Regions from separate parts of the Rattus norvegicus genome. Here region 2 is linked to region 1. The links are chromatin contacts, called in public Hi-C maps. All regions are on one chromosome and are shown on one strand. The core of a region is the stretch at or near the end of the contact, and the rest is flanking DNA. Distances in the headings are between cores, read along the strand shown.

Region 1 (5,534 bases), core at 2,115-4,614:
GAGAGAGAGAGAGAGAGAGAGAGAGAGAGAGAATTAAAATGATAATAAATCTTTTTTAAAAGAAAATTTAGCTAGTGAATGTTTTTTCCTTAACATTACAGGGTGTGCTTGGGATCTGAGCCATAGTCTGCTGATCCTTGTTGCACACTGGTAAAGAAATGAGGATTAATCTTCCTATAAGATTAGTTTTCCTAAAATGTTACTTGCATCATATTAATACCCAAGTCTAAAACCTCTATCAATGCACCTTGCTGAGTAAGACCAATCTCTATAGTACCTAGTATTTCCAGCTCCACTCTCCAATCCAGGCTTTCAAACTATACCAATAAGAACTGGCCATTCTCATTAAGTTGAACAGCTTACACTTACCTGCCTCTGTTTATGTGTGCTGTTTCCCAATCCCATGTTCTTTCCTCCTGTTCCAAACTTGACCAAATATCCTTCCTTCAGCACACAAATGAAATCCTACCTTTACATGACTCCACCCTCCTCAGAACATTTAAATGTACCACCTCAACCTAGCATATTTAGTTGCTTCTCTGAAGGTAGAATTCACTTCAAATGAACTCTAAATTCCTTGAGGGAAAGCAGAAGTTTATACCACCCTCAGTCAATGGATCTAACAAAAGGTAAATAAGAAAAAGACATGTGTACAACAATGCCAAGCAACCAGAGCTTCCAGGGACTAAGCCACTACCTAAAGACTATACATGGACTGACCCTGGACTCTGACCTCATAGGTAGCAAGGAATATCCTAGTAAGAGCACCAGTGGAAGGGGAAGCCCTGGGTCCTGCTAAGACTGAACCCCCAGTGAACTAGACTGTTGGGGGGAGGGCGGCAATGGGGGGAGGGTTGGGAGGGGAATACCCATAAGGAAGGGGAGGGGAGAGGGGGGAGGGGGATTTTTGCCCGGAAACCGGGAAAGGGAATAACACTCGAAATGTATATAAGAAATACTCAAGTTAATAAAAAAAGAAAAGAAAAAGAAAAAGACATGTATGAATGCATGTAATATAAATGTACAATTTTTTCTTACTGAAATAGCTAGGTAGCTGAAGTCAATGTGGCTTTATCCTTATTTCTTTCAATAACTGAATGCTTTCTATGTGTACAAACTGAACACTGGAAAAGACACAAAATGACAAACACAGCTTTCCTATTCCTCAGTTTTTTATTTACTAGTTGTTTAGAGAAATACAATAGCACAATACAAATAAAAACTCCCAATGGGTCATTATTTTAACATAGAACACAGTATCATAACCTACAGTACAGACACAGTTAGCAGACCAACTCTCTATTACATACCTATAAGTTTGCATCATTTGTCTTGAGGATACAAACAAGCTCTAAAACTAAAGTGCTCTAGTTTACCCTACTTCCTCAGTGTCAGACAAATTAAGGACGACCGGCAGGCAGTGCCTTTGATTCCATCACTAGGAGGCAGAGGCAAGTGAGTCTCTTCGAGTTCAAGGGAGTCCCAGTACACCATAGCATCACAGAGAAACCTTGGGGGGTCTCTCACAGACCCCAAAACATACACCAGAAATCCAATAAGGTTTTATTTAACTCACCCAGATTTGAGGGAAGAAAATAATTAGCTGTATCAACACTTTTAAGGAAACAGCCCATGCTTATTTACTAAAAAGTATCTACAGGCAAAATTTCCTGACCAGATAGATTAAAGACTACATCTTGTACTTAAACTCTAAGGAATTCTAAGACCAAAAGTGTGAACTGTGCCCAATTTTACTACCCACATATATATGTTTAACAATATAAAACTTCTCTTGGATATTTGCATTCCAATGCAAGCTACAACAATAGCTTAAAACATTTGTAACAAATGCATAGAAACACAATAAATGCCAAAAGACAACCATGAATATGAAAAATGTGACTTTCTAATTCTCCAAAACATACTGGGGGAAAAAAAACTTATTTACAAGCCTTGTATTTAACAATAACTAATATTAATAGTGCACTGACTATAAAGGGCAAACTCAGGAGCCAGAGACCTGGTTTATTCAATTCCTATTTTACCACAGGCCTAGTCTGGGGTGTAGCACTAAATTTCTCCGTTTCCCCAATACTGACACAAGAACAACTTAACTGACATTTTCAGGTTGTAAGAACTGATTAGAAGTCTATGAAGTACTTCAGGACCATGAAGGGAATCCACTGTAGGCATAAAATGTCACCCCTATCTAATGCAAAAGCCACAGCTACCTGTTAGCAGTAGTTCCAAACCCAACCGTGTAATTCTTTTGTGTCTTAACAGGGTAAACCCACTATGGACCAGCAAGGTACATGCACTTCAGGAGCTGGTTGAACAATCTCAGAAAAAAAACTGCCTTTCAGATTTTCCATTTCCCCAAAAGAATCGTGTCACTAGCCAACCCTAATACTTGCAAAGGAAACATAAAGGTTAGGGCCAGTTGCTGAGAAGCCCAGATGGTCTAGAGACCGACAGCAATCACGGAGGAACTTTTCTTTGTTAACAAACCAGAAATGTGACCCCTGAAAATAATCTCAGAAAACAATCCTTGTGAAGAGAGTTGTACTAGAGAGAAACGGCCCTACCCTTTCTTACCTATAGAACTACACATGGTTTTAAAGAGAGTGCAGACAAAATTCGCTCAAAACCTAAGCTAAACTAGGCAGGTTGTCCAGCACCTGCTCGGTGCTGAGCACTGGGCACTAAAGAGCTTGCTCAGGAAAAGTGCTGATGCCATCTCCAGCTGCCCCTGAATGACAGTAACAATGCAAACACTGACAAAAGAGCTAGGAGGCCACCCAGAGCCCCTGCCTGGCAGCAGCTCTGCCCGAGCCTCCACGTACAAAGCGACAAATCCCCCAGAGGCCCTGGTCTGACAGATCTTCCAAGCGAGACCAGGAGTAGCAACATGAGAGATAGGGAAAAAAGTACTGCCTGTCACTCCTTTCAGGGGAGCGGGGTGCCTCAAGGGTGGTGGTAAAAGCTGAGGTCCCCTCGGCCAGTCTCTGGCACGAGGACCGCGCCAACCCGTCCTTCCCCACCGCAGAGGCCGTCCGCGGAGCCACGGAGCCCGCGCTCGCCCCGGCCGGGTCCGGCCAGCAACTCCTCGCCCAACTCCACGGGCGCCAGGCCGCCGGCCCGAGCGCCGGGTGGGGGAGGCGGCGCGGCCCGGCCCGCTCCCGCGGCACGCGGTCCGCGCCTGCCGCCCTCCGCCCCAGTCCCCGCCCGCCGGACCCCGGCTGCCCAGCTCCACAGCCCGGGCGGCCTCGTGCCCTACCTGAGGCGGTGTACCAGCTCCCGGCGTGGCTGGCTTCCCGGCAGACCACTCGGTTGGACATCTTGGAGCCTGTGCCGCCTATGGTGCACGAGGATGAATGAGGAGGCGGCGGCGGCGGCGGCTCCGCGAGGGGACGAGACGCCGCGGGCCCAGCCCAGGAGGAGGCGGCCGCGGGGAGGGGACCGGCCCGACCCAGGAGGAGGAGGAGGAAGAGGAGGAGATGGCAGCCGGGGCGGGCAGCGGCAACAATCACCACAAACTCTGCCGGCCTCCGGAAGACGAGGCCCACCGCGGCTTCACTGGAGCCGCGCGGCCGCGGAGTCGCCGCCGCTGCCCTGACCGGGCTGCTTCCGCGAGCCGCCCCGGGCCCCGCCGAGCGCGGCCTGCCGAGCCTCCCGCTGACCCCACCCCCGTGACTCCGCGCCCTCCCCCACCCGCCCCGCCCCCACCGCCAGGCCTCCCTCCTGCCGCGCGCCCGCCGGCCCCGCCCCGCCCCGCGCCTCCGCCCGCCGTGCCGCGCGCTCAACGGCGGAAGCGGGACGGGCCCCGCGCCATCCGGGGTCCGGAGGCCGCGGGCCAGGCGGCGGCGATCTGTGCCACCCCCACAGCCCGGGGCCGGGGCCTGAACCCGGTGAAGGCAGAGCCTGGGAAGCCCACGCGTCCTTACTCGCCGCGCTACCGGGTCCGGCCCACTGAGCATGCCCAGCGCCGCGGCCCGGCCCGCCGAGGAGGCTCAGCGAGCACGCTCCGCTCTCCGGGGTTTAGCGCCAGCAGAAGCTGGGGGCGGGGCGCAGGACGCAACCGCGAGACGAGGAGAGCCCCTTCCCCCAGCTGCCTGGCTTGTCCCCGCGCGCCGCTGGTTCAGTACGCACACGCGGTCGCTGCCCGCCAAGTACGGCCGGGGTTCCCCCTTCCCCCGCGTCCTTGGTGGGTTCCCACCCTTGGGGTGTCGCCCAGGAATGCGAGTCTGGGGCCGCGCCGCGAAGTTTCCCTAGTAGAAACTATGCGCGCGGCGAGGCGTACAGGGATGGTAGGATATGGGGAGAGGACCCTGTGAAATGTAACCTTCGCTTCCCAGGCTCGCCCTTACGACCTAATAATGTCTTTGGCACAGTTATATTTACTAATTGTATTCTGGGTATAACCGCAATGTGACAGATTGTCTCAGTTACTTCCTACTGTATAAAATGGGGTGACATTCCGGAGGGAGGGGTACCTAGGATTATGAGTTAAAATGTGCGAGGAGCCTGACAGGGTAAGGAATACTACAAATGTCACCCTTCACTTATAAAATCCCAGTATTCCACGTAACTGTCGGCAGCAAAAGAATTCCTTTTCAAGTTGGGTAGAATCACAAAGGAAGTGGTTTGGCTTTGAAGTGCTGGATTCCAAAACCAAGAAGAGTAAGAGTTTCCCATCTCCCAGAAAGTATTTGGAACAGAAATCATACACCGGGTATATCTTAGTTTCACATAAGTCCAAAGTAGTTATCTAGCTGCCTAACCAAGTTCGGTGTTCCTTAATGCTGTAACAGTATACTTTTTGTTTGGTTGGGTTTTTTTCCCAAATTATCAAGTGTTATGAAGAAAGCCCAGCAGTTAATTTCAATGGCAAGAAAAGAGTTAATTGCTTCTTTCTCTTTTGTGTTACGTACCAAACTTAGCAATGGCGAATAAAATACTTCTTGGACCGTAGAAATGGCTCAGTGATTAAAAAATACGCACTGCTCATACAAAGGACATAAGTTGAGTCAGAATCACATTGGGTAGCTAGCTCCCAAGTCCAGTTCCAGAGGATCTAACGCCCTCTTCTGGCCTCCACAAACACCTACGATTACATGCACATACTCCCCACACACACAAATTATAACGAAATATGTTTTTAAGGATTTCTAGACGCTTAGGCTTTTCTCTTTTCTAAGACAAAATGTCACTAGGTAACTGATTGGCTTGAATGGAACACCCAAAGTGAACTTTGCTGTCCTCAAAGAGATCCATCTGCCTCTGCCTCTCTAGGATTTAAGGCAGGTACCACAACAGCAGCTCTTTCCATACAGGCTCTCCCTATATACCCACTACTGGCCTGGGACTGAGCGTGTAGACCATGCTGGCCTTGAACTTGAGCTGGGAACCCACTTGCCTCTACTTCCCTAGTACAAACACACCCAGCTCCAGACTCTTGAAAGAAATCAATGAAACCTATTTACTACCACCTCCTCTAAAAACTAACTTCGTACTCATTCATAAACTTCATGGTT
Region 2 (5,534 bases), core at 2,156-4,655, 390 kb before region 1:
ACTAAATACATAGAACTTAAAGAACAAAATGAGTGAGTAGATTGCTCTGAGAATTTGGACTTAATAGTGATGGCTGGTTATTTATAATAGCCAGAAGCTGGAAAGAACCCAGATGCCCATCAACAGAGGAATGGATACAGAAAATGTGGTACATCTACACAATGGAATATTACTCAGCTATCAAAAACAATGACTTTATGAAATTCATAGGCAAATGGTTGGAACTGGAAAATATCATCCTGAATGAGGTAACCCAATCACAGAAAAACACACATGGTATGCACTCATTGATAAGTGGCTATTAGCCCAAATGCTTGAATTACCCTAGATGCCTAGAACAAATGAAACTCAAGACGGATGATCAAAATGTGAATGCTTTACTCCTTCTTTAAAAGGGGAACAAGAATACCCTTGACAGGGAATAGAGAGGCAAAGATTAAAACAGACACAGAAGGAACACCCATTCAGAGCCTGCCCCACATGTGGCCCATGCATATACAGCCATCCAATTAGACAAGATGGATGAAGCAAAGAAGTGCAGGCCGACAGGAACCGGATGTAGATCTCTCCCGAGAGACACAGCCAGAATACAGCAAACACAGAGGCGTATGCCAGCAGCAAACCACTGAATTGAGAATAGGACCCCCGCTGAAGGAATCAGAGAAAGAACTGGAAGAGCTTGAAGGGGCTCGAGACACCATATGTACAACAATGCCAAGCAACCAGAGCCTCCAGGGACTAAGCCACTACCTAAAGACTATACATGGACTGACCCTGGACTCTGACCTCATAGGTAGCATTGAATATCCTAGTAAAAGCACCAGTGGAAGGGGAAGCCCTGGGTCCTGCTAAGACTGAACCCCCAGTGAACTAGATTGTTGGGTGGAGGGCGGCAAGGGGGGGAGGATGGGGAGGGGAACACCCATAAAGAAGGGGAGGGGGAGGGGGGTGTTTGCCCGGAAACCAGGAAAGGGAATAACACTCGAAATGTATATAAGAAATACTCAAGTTAATTAAAAAAAAATAGTGATGGCTGGGTGTTGTGCTGTAGTGGTGCACACTGTTAGTCACAGCACTCAAGGCTCAGAGGCAGGCCAATCTCTGTGAGTCCAAGGTCAGCCTGGTCTACATAGTAAGACCCTATCTCAAAAAAGAAAAAAAGGAAGGAAGAAAGGAAGGGTGGAAGAAGGTCCTAAGAACGATAACACACTATATACAATTAAATCTATAACTTTGAGATTATAATTAATCAGTGAATAAATAACAAAACCGCATGCCTCCAGCTATATCGTCTTCCTGTAGGGATTTCTCCTGCATCCCTCTCAGTAGGACTAAAACCCTAGACCCTGAAGAGGACATCACCACAATGACAGTAAAATATTGAACAACTCTCTCCCTCCAGAAGATGACAGGTCACCAAGGTCCACACTGCTGCCAGAAGATTCTCACAGGCACTTGGTGCCTCATACCTGAGCCCTCTCTAAGACCACTTGCGCAGACAGAACCCTGCGCAGTACTGTAAACAAGGAGGAAGAGGCTCCCTGAGGAGAATGAGACGCCATCTTTCCACAGCTTCTTTGGTAATTTCTTTGCACAACATCTATGGCCCAATGCCTAGAACATCTTGAAGAAGGAAATGAATCTGAACTTACTCAATCTTCCTTTGCTCACCCAGATCGCCCCTTACTTACTCCTGCTTATTACTACTCACTAATCTGTTCACACTCTCTTCATCCTTCTGGTAGCTTCCCGAGAGCTCACACCTTTGTAAATGACAAACACGGCTGGCTATTCATCAAGAGAAACTGACAGAATCGAAGCTCCCAGGGATAGAAGGGATTGGTATGATGCTACTCTCTAAACATCTAAAAATCTCTTCTCTACAGTGCTAATAAAGCACAAGGAGAAGCAATTTCGGCCAAGCCAGCTCATCTCAAAAACACTCCTTTCACAGAGGCTAAGAGCAAGCTGTCCCCTCAGAAGAACAGTGGGGCACGCACAAATCAACAGCTTGATATACCTTAGGGTAAGACATGACCTTCAGAGCACTTTGAACCTGCCACCAGCTCCCTGAAGGGGCCAATTTATGAAAGGGCCAATGATGACGTCTGTGTGTACACAGTATTTCCAGAAAGTCCAGTTAACAGCTGTTTCTTTCACCTCTGTCACGTAAACGCTGAGCACAAAAGACATTTAAAATATCCAGTGCAAAAAGTCTTGCTACCACCAGCTTAGGCATTCCACCCTAGCTCGTGTCATGGTACCAACTGCCCAACTCAAAAGAACCATATATCAGAGAGATCCAGGAATCCAGGGATGGAATCACTCAAACCGAATCCACAGGCTTTGCGGTACTGGTGTTGGAATGACTCCTAAAGTTTCCGTGCTAGTTACCCAAGCAGATCCTGGCAGTCTAAGTCCTTAGGAATTCTCAGAAGCCCATGTTTATTCCTGCAAATTTCCTCAGAAGCTACTCAGGCTCTTCAATCATCACAAAAGTATCAACATAACAAGACAAGGAAAGTCTTTTCGGGGGGCATCCTTTGGTCCACTCGTGATTTATAATGTCCACGTAGCCAGTTACAGTGGGGGGAAATAATGGCTCCTCTCCTGTGATCTCAAGTGGGGGGAGGGGAGGGCTGAAGGGCCCCGAGTACCTTGAAGGGAATCAAGCAGCACCAGAGACAATAACTTGCTCCTTCTCTCCCTGCACTGAGTTGAAGTTGCAAAGATTCCTGGGCTATCAGGGATTTGTGGACCCCATAACCACTTTTCCTAAGTGGCATTTGCAATATTTACATATAGAACTGAGAGAAGGTGGCAGGGGCGGGGGGAGGGGGCTTTATGAAAAGAATAGTGACAATGATGGCTTGCCACAAGGTGTCAGTGTATGTCGCCACACGGTAAGTCAGTTCTAGCTGTTAAATCTGTGTACAGGATCATGTATCAGAATCAACGGCTATGTGTGTTTTATACCCTGGCATTAGCATAAAATGCATGTCTGTTGCTGTTCGTAGTAAAGAGAGCCATCAAAATACTAGGCTAGGCTTGCTTAAACACAGAAATAGAGAAGTGCTGGTGATTCCTCATCTCACCTAGACTCTGTTCCTTTTCCGTCTCTGAGCCAGTGTGTCCACTAGCACAGAGTAGATATCCCTCTCTCTTCTCTCTCCCTTCCTCCTTTGCTTTCTGAGTATCTTGCCTCTGTTTTTCTTGCTCAAAAGATACCAAACTACAGCAACACCTTCTAGGGGGTAAGATGAGAGCAGAACAAATCAAAGGGTCCACGTAAGAGAGACGACACATGTCCCTTCCCAGATAGCAGACCCCTGCTTACCTTTTTGCCATTCACAAAGAAGACCAACTCATCCGCAGTCATCGTGGCTGCTGGAGTCACTGAGCTCTTGAGAAGTAGTTGTAGATATCACTGCCCTGCAACTTGAAAGATACGCCTCCCAGCAAAATGAAACAAAGTTACCCAATGAGAAACAACCGGCTCCAGGCATGGACGGTTCTTGGCAAGAGTCACAGGTTTGCACAATCCAGGAAGGACGGGACAGCCACACGGCAAATCCTACTCTGCCCTCCTAGTCAAAGTGCACAGGCTTAGATTAGGGAGGCCCGCGTCTTGGCACCAGATGACTGTGAATTCTGGGCACCTGCCCTTGTGGAACCTGCTTCACCCTCCTCCCACTTACCATACCAGGAAGAGAGGGGGAAGGAGCCAGTTGTCAGCCAGCAAAGCTGATTCACTCTCTCCTCCTGTACACACTTGTTATTTTCCCAGTCTGGCTTACCCTGACACGGACTCGCCACTGGCGTGCTCAACTCATTCTCTCAGGGCCTGACAGAATGTGAAGGTCACAGACACGGATCCTCACGTCCAGACTCAAACCCTGACCTTTGACTACAGCCTGTCACTTACTGCCTGCAGAACTCAGCCATTTCATCTTGGAAAGGGACATCAAAATGATACCAAAAGCACAAAGCTAAAAAACAAACGGCCTCTCGGGTGTGCCTCATAAACTTGCAGAGAATGGAAATATTTATCATTCTTGAACAATCACTGCAACAATCCCGATAAATCATGTTCGAGACTTTCACAAAACCTGCCAAATTATCAGAGGTACTCACACACCAAACCATGTTTTAAACACCAAGGTAAATCAGAAAGCTAATACAACATCATCACAGTCTGTTAGCAGAACTGAGAACACCCCTCCCTCCTCCAACATCTGGTGTAAATGCCTATGCAGTGTCCACTCAGGCAATACCCGTGGGCTCTCCTGGCCCCAGCCCTCCCATCACTCCATTCCACCCACCCTCACATCAGCAGGCACTCTGTTCGTCCCCAGCCCTACGCTCACTCAGTCACATAGCCAACCTACAGGGGGACACTTCTCATAGCCCTGGAAGACCACAGAAAAGGAGAGAAGGAAATGAGTCAGATGTGCCTGGTACAACAACAACATCTTGAAAAACAGGACCCCTAGGACAGTCACATCATCAACACAACGCCCCCTCTGCTGGTGCAGCCCCGATAGAACCGAGAATGAACTTATGTGTCAGTCGATCAATATCCCAGTTTGCCCCCAGACTATGCTAGGGCTAGTGCAACAAATCCCAAGGCAAATGGAGATTCTGGTCATCATAAAACAGTACTTGTTGCTAGAGTCAAATGCCCTACAAAATGGGGTGCTAGTGACATGACTGGTAGAGCAGTTATTGTTGTTGTTGGTGGTGGTGGTGGTGGTGGCCGCGGCAGCGGCGGTGGTGGTATTTCTGAGACCAGGAAAAAAACATTCCAAGCCCAGGACAATCCTTTTCAATAAAGACTTGTCCAACCTAAAATGTCAGTCAAGCAGAAACAGAGAGATCATGGTCTGAAAGGAAAAGGGTGGGGAGAGGGACTAAGGCTGAACCTAAGGTGTGTTTTGTAACCCCTTTCCTCACACTCTTATGATTGATTGGCTCTTCTGTTCTCTGACCCACTTTCCTGAGCTTTGCCCTTTCACCTTGGCTATTCCTCCGCAGTCAAGGAAGCTATGAGGGCTGGACTTAGTGTTAGCTCCATCATCTTTGTAAAAGTCGCTGTCTTGGGTCCGGTGGCCACATTCACAGACACGGCTTACTATAACTACACTGCAAAATCAGTTCTCCCAAAAAGTAAAGAGGGTAAACTGTCCCAGCAGATGTTGGGCAAGTGCTGGATAAAGGATGTAGGAATGTGAAACTGAGGGGTTTATATCGCGCACAGTACCCCTCCCCTGCCATAGTCTGTAGGCACAAGCAACCTGACTGAGGCAGTGCAGGAACAGATGAAACTCCAAGAGGAGATGAGGAGGTTGGCTGGGGTTGAACTTAACCCTTGGGGAGTCGCCTGAGAAGGGAAAGACCAGCCCACAGACACAGCTCCAGAGAGAGAGAGAGCAGGACTCTGAAGTTGGGACATTCACACCACACATCACGCAGGACCCCATGGCTGGTGCTGCCAGAGGCTCCTTGGAACCACAGGGAGTAAACAGGTTGCAGCA

What was found. Hi-C and Micro-C count contacts between places; a contact is called where the count stands out from the background.
Region 2: a Hi-C map of mammary epithelial cells shows a contact between it and region 1, with 1.7 times the contacts expected there. The contact joins the promoter of Xdh here to the promoter of Memo1 in region 1.

The regions. Positions count from the first base shown.
Region 1 is chr6:26,894,932-26,900,465 of GRCr8, reverse strand. It overlaps Memo1 (mediator of cell motility 1), which reads right to left and starts at 3,364. Exons shown (of 9, transcript NM_001029917.1): 1 at 3,278-3,364. The coding sequence starts at 3,338.
Region 2 is chr6:27,280,190-27,285,723 of GRCr8, reverse strand. Xdh (xanthine dehydrogenase) reads right to left here and starts at 3,405. Exons shown (of 36, transcript NM_017154.2): 1 at 3,338-3,405. The coding sequence starts at 3,379.